Linked DNA regions of Xenopus laevis: region 1 is linked to region 2. The links are chromatin contacts, called in public Hi-C maps. All regions are on one chromosome and are shown on one strand. Each heading gives the region's core, a stretch centred on a gene start, on an enhancer-like site or on the middle of the called end of the contact. The rest is flanking DNA. Distances are from core to core; before and after follow the strand shown.

Region 1 (2,700 bases), core at 74-2,573, 51 kb before region 2:
TCTGCCGGATATGGCTGAAAAGATCAAATGCTTTTTCTACCTCTCCAAAGCCCAGTGGATTAACCCACATATTTTACAGCAAATCATTAGCAAACTAGAGGGCCAAACAAAGGGCTTTCAAAAGTATTCTAAGAATGTTAATCAGAAAAATTGCATGTAGGATAAGTACCATCTGCAAATAGTTTTAGTCTCTGTGCAACTTGTACTGAGCGCAGGGCCTAGTCACAAATATACAACTGAGTTGTTCTGTGGGGGCAGCCCTGGACTGGCAATCTGTGGGTTCTGGCAAATGCCAGAGGGACTGCTGTATGGTTCCATAGAAACTTACCGTTTCGGACTGGCCCACCGGGATACCAGGAAAACTAGCAGTGGGCCCAGGTGTCAGTGGGCCCTCATGCTGCTAAACTTTCGGTCTATTTCATTGCCATTCCCTATTTCTATGAGGACAAAAAGGATAAATAGATGGAATAATTGATTATAGTATAAAGAAAACAGACTAGGAGAGTAGAGGTTGATTGAGGAGATTAAGAATATTAATACTGAGAGTGGGCCCCTGGTCTAAGGTTTTATGGTGGGCTCCTGGTCTAAGGTTTTTTGGTGGGCCCCTGGTGTCCCAGTCAGACACTGGTTACCATATAGTGGGCTGTTAGGGGGCTGTTTGGGCCTCTGTGTACTTGGAATGGCAGGGCCTATTTTGACTCCCAGTCCAGGCCTGTGTGTAGGGTTGCCACCTAGCCGGTAATTTACTGGCCTGGCCAGTAAAAATGATGGTTGATCCCAATGTTATTTATAGGGAAAAATGATAAATATATAGGAAGGCCGGTATTTTTTTCCGGAAAAGGTGGCAACCGTATGCTGTGTGGGGGGTGCCTTATATTAGGAACTAAATCTTGACATTCCAAAATGACAAAGGTTGATCACCAGAGGAAATTGATTATGGCATGTGGGAGTCGGGAGTTACATATGAATAAGCTAAAGAAAATGTAACTAGGTCAACTTTATTTCATCAGTTTGTGAGTTATCATCAAAAAAAAATCCAGAACATTGCGTGCCTCTTATTTAGACGAGGGCTCCACTGAGCTCCTTGTGACGGGATAAGGTTATAGCAGTTTATTTCCTGCTCTGGCGACAGGACAGCACCGAAGCGCTTGTGTGTATTAGTGTTTGACTTTGCTGCTAGGGCTCTGATGACGTTATTCTACTTGGCGGGGTTTGCCAGTGAAGGGCGTGGCTAAAAATGCCTAGCCTCGTTGAGTCACGTGATGCAAACCATTCATAAAACAACTCCCCTTTGCCTAGTATAAATAGGAGGCTGGAAAGCCGAGCATTAGCAAGAATTACAGCCAGCAAGGAAACAACAACTTTAAAGAAACGTAAGAAACAAGAAGAAAATATCAAGAAAAGTCTGGCTTTATTTTTTTTTATTGAAACATTAGATCAGCGACAGTATTTATTTTATTATTTTTAACAGTCGGTATAAGCTTTTATTGGAGCTACAGAGGCGCCGGAGCGTAAAAGAAGCGGGAGAGTGGAGCCTATTGTCAAGGATTGTCCGGCTCATCCCCAGCAATGGTCAATATGGAAACCTGCGCTATGGATTGCTGCGTGTTGAAAGCGCTGTTGGCAGAGAGAGCTCACAAATGCCTCATATTGGACTGCAGGTCGTTCTTCTCCTTCAGCTCGTGCAGCATCGTGGGATCCAGCAATGTTCGCCTGAGCACTATCGTCAAGAGGAGGGCGAAAGGCAGCATGGGCTTGGAGCACATCGTCCCCAATGAGGAGCAGAGGTGCCGGCTGGTGGCTGGGATGTACGAGGCGGTGGTGCTGCTGGATGAGAGGACATCAGAGCTGGACATGCTAAGGAAAGACAGCACCATGATGCTTGCAGTCAATGCCCTGTGCAGGGACTCCAGGGGCAGCAGCATCTACTTCCTAAAAGGTACGTTAAGCTCCACTTCTCAAATGACCAACTTAACTCCCAGGTCCCAAACTGCGCTTCCCAAAACATAATAAAATATTGTTTACGATCACCCTGGCCCTGATATTTACAGTGTTTATGTACAACATTTTGTGCACACAAAGGTTTACTTTTAGTGCAAAACAACCCTATTTGCAGAGCTTGCACTTTGGTGACAAATTTTTGCACGCAAGGAAAGCAAAGTGCTCTGGGTTTGCAAATTCAGCTTCTCCGTACGCATCTAACCGCTTGTTTTATTTTGTTGTGTGTTTCAGGTGGCTATGAGACATTTTCTGCACAGTGCCCAGAATTCTGCACCAAAAACTCTCCTCCAGTGGGTCTGAGTTTGCCTCTTTGTGCCAACAACGTGCCAGGCAGCGCTGACTCCAATTGTACTCCCTGTGGAACTCCACTCTATGACCAGGTTAGTATTCCTGTCTAAATGGCAAGAACACTCACAAACTCTGGCCAGGCTATTCACTAAACCAATATTTACCAGTAAACATTGCTGATAAAGAGTCCCGCCTGGGTTTTCTTTTTATACCAAAACAATAGATACTGGCTGTGTACAGCTACTATTTCGCCTACAGCCTATGTGTAATTCATAAACTACATGATGAAAAATCCCCTGACACATTGTTATTATTTTTAACTGAGAGTAAAACTCCAGTATGAGTGTCGCTAATGCCTGATAGATAAGATTAGTTTCTCTGCACTCACCAATCCAAGGCAGAAGATCTGCA
Region 2 (2,700 bases), core at 49-2,548:
GCCATACTCTGCCTGCCCTATGCTCCCTGTGTGTATACTGCCTATCCTATGCTCCCTGTGTGTGTTATACTCTATCTGCCCTATGCTCCCTCTGTGTGTTATACTCTATCTGCCTTATGCTCCCGTGTGTGCCATACTCTGCCTGCCCCATGCTCCCTGTGTGTGTTATACTCTATCTGCCTTATGCTCCCTCTGTGTGCCATACTCTGCCTACCCTATGCTCCCTGTGTGCGTTATACTCTATCTGCCTTATGCTTCCTGTGTGTGCCATAATCTGTCTACCCTATGCTCCCTGTGTGTGTCATACTCTGCCTGTCCTATGCTCCCTGTGTGTGTTATACTCTATCTGCCTTATGCTCCCTGTGTGTGCCATACTCTGCCTACCCTATGCTCCCTGTGTGCGTTATACTCTATCTGCCTTATGCTTCCTGTGTGTGCCATACTCTGCCTACCCTATGCTCCCTGTGTGTGTCATACTCTGCCTGTCCTATGTTCCCTGTGTGTGTTCTACTCTATCTGCCTTATGCTCCCTCTGTGTGCCATACTCTGCCTACCCTATGCTCCCTGTGTGCGTTATACTCTATAAGCCTTATGCTTCCTGTGTGTGCCATACTCTGCCTACCCTATGCTCCCTGTGTGTGTCATACTCTGCCTGTCCTATGCTCCCTGTGTGTGTTATACTCTATCTGCCGTATGCTCCCTGTGTGTGCCAAACTCTGCCTGCCCTGTGTTCCCTGTGCAGGGCCAGAACTTTTTTAGAAAAAAAAAAAAACATCTCGTAAATGTTTAACTTATTGCTAAATTATTTCAGCAATATGCATTTTATCACCATTAAACAAATTCAGGCATTTCCATATGCTCAGACTGACTTTGTGCCTTTTGCAGTGGAAAAACACAGGAACAATTAGTTGTAAGAATTTGATATTTAATTGAGTCCTTTCCTGCCAAAGGTTAGGTCAATGTACCAAAATTCCACAAAACCAAAGCAGTGTTGCTTGTTTATACCTTATGTTCTTGGCATGTGCAAGAGAACAAAAACATGAATGGATCTTTGTCCTTAAGATAAGTGCTAAGCCAACTGGCTGCCTGTTCCAAAACAGAATATTTGCCAGCGTATTTATTAAAGCGATATTACACCCTCAAATTAGACGTAAACCTCTCTGTACAGGCTATAATAGAATCTAAAGCGCTGCTCCTGGTAAGAAGAGTTCCATTTACTGCGTGTTTGACTGGTGATGTCATACCAAGGCCCCAACATGATTCTATACACAATAGGAGCCTGGGGGAGGGGAGTGTTAACGAGCTTGTGTCATCCTCCAGTCACACAATAGCTGCTTAGGCAAGGCTAAATGTACAGGCTGAGCCATTAATAACCTCACAGAATCTTGGAGAAAATAAACATAGAGATTGTAATATTTCCATTATGTACATCTCTAGAGAAAATGAAATAAAGATGTGTAGTGAGAAACAAAGAGAAGAAGAAGCAAGAGTGGGGAGAGGAAAGAATGACAAAAAAAAAAAAGTCTTTGGGCTGATTTACTAACAGAGGTTCTAAATTGCACTATTGCAGTTACCAACAGAAACCATTTAAATATAGCTGACATTGTCTGGCTATGAATGCAACGAATCCAGGATTCGGTTTGGAATTCGGCCAGGATTTGGCATTTTTCAGCACCATTTGGCTGAATCCAAGTGCTTGACTGAACCGAATCGGAATCCTTAAAATCATGTGACTTTTTGATAAATAAACATTTTTACTAGCCACGCACACAGCATGTGGTTCTCTTAAACTCTTCCTGGCCTAATTTGAATATGCAAATTAGCTTCCAGATTTGGCTCTGGATTCGGATCATTCCTTCCTTCATACACAAACTAATAGGAGTTCATAACCTCAGACATGTGACTTGTGCTCTGATAAACTTCAGTCATTCTTTAATGCTGCACAGCAAGTTGGAGTGATATCTACCCCTCACGCCCCCCCCCCAGCATCAACAGTTGGAGATACTGTAGATAACAGCTCCCTGACACAACATAACAGCTCCCTGACACAAGATAAATGCTCCCTGGTAGATATGAGTAAAAATCCAAGTCCCACTGTGACTCCTCCAGTTACATTGAGTAGGAGAAACAATAGCCTGTCTGATAGCGGTTCCATTGTGATGTGCTGGCTCTACACACCAATATTACAGCTAAAAATACACTTGGTTGGTTCAGGAATAAAATTGTATATGGTAGAGTGAATTATCTGCAGCATAAACAGTGTAGTTTAAAAATAAAAACTACACCATAAAAATCCTGACAGAATCCCTTTAATGAGAAGCACTGTAATGTTACTACCCGTGGGCACTCAAACAGGCAAAGTAGTTCAGCTAAATCATTTGAGAGACCCTTGCTAAACGATTACAACTAGCAATATAGAGATTGGAGGGGAGATAAAATACCGGAGTGTGCTGTTTTAGAAAGCTCTTGTTGCTGCTAGCAATTCAATCTGTGATGTTTTCACCATTGGCTTCTATCTTAATGCCATCCACTCACACTATCTTGCACTCAATATAGCTATAGGGAGTCCTTAGCGTATTTTGGGTCCCATAAATATAACTTAATGCCAAAGGAAATTCAGCTGTTATCAAATGTTGGAACAGTTTGACCTTGCATAACATTGACAAATGCAACTACAATTCTTCCCACTCTGCAGTTGGT

Evidence for each region. A called contact is a pair of places that touch in the nucleus more often than the background predicts.
Region 1: a Hi-C map of the XTC cell line shows a contact between it and region 2, with 2.4 times the contacts expected there. The contact joins the promoter of dusp1.L here to the enhancer-like site in region 2. A contact is called at or near these places in 2 of 4 Hi-C or Micro-C datasets (the XL177 cell line and the XTC cell line).

The regions. Positions count from the first base shown.
Region 1 is chr3L:49,484,768-49,487,467 of Xenopus_laevis_v10.1, reverse strand. It overlaps dusp1.L (dual specificity phosphatase 1 L homeolog), which reads left to right and starts at 1,323. Exons shown (of 4, transcript NM_001087101.1): 1 at 1,323-1,939; 2 at 2,233-2,381. The coding sequence starts at 1,570.
Region 2 is chr3L:49,433,694-49,436,393 of Xenopus_laevis_v10.1, reverse strand. No RefSeq gene overlaps it. Among protein-coding and RNA genes, the nearest start is that of dusp1.L, 51 kb to the left of the region's middle. Within about 2 kb of position 1,298, at least 2 of the 7 cell types and tissues checked have an H3K27ac peak or open chromatin away from gene starts, as enhancers often do.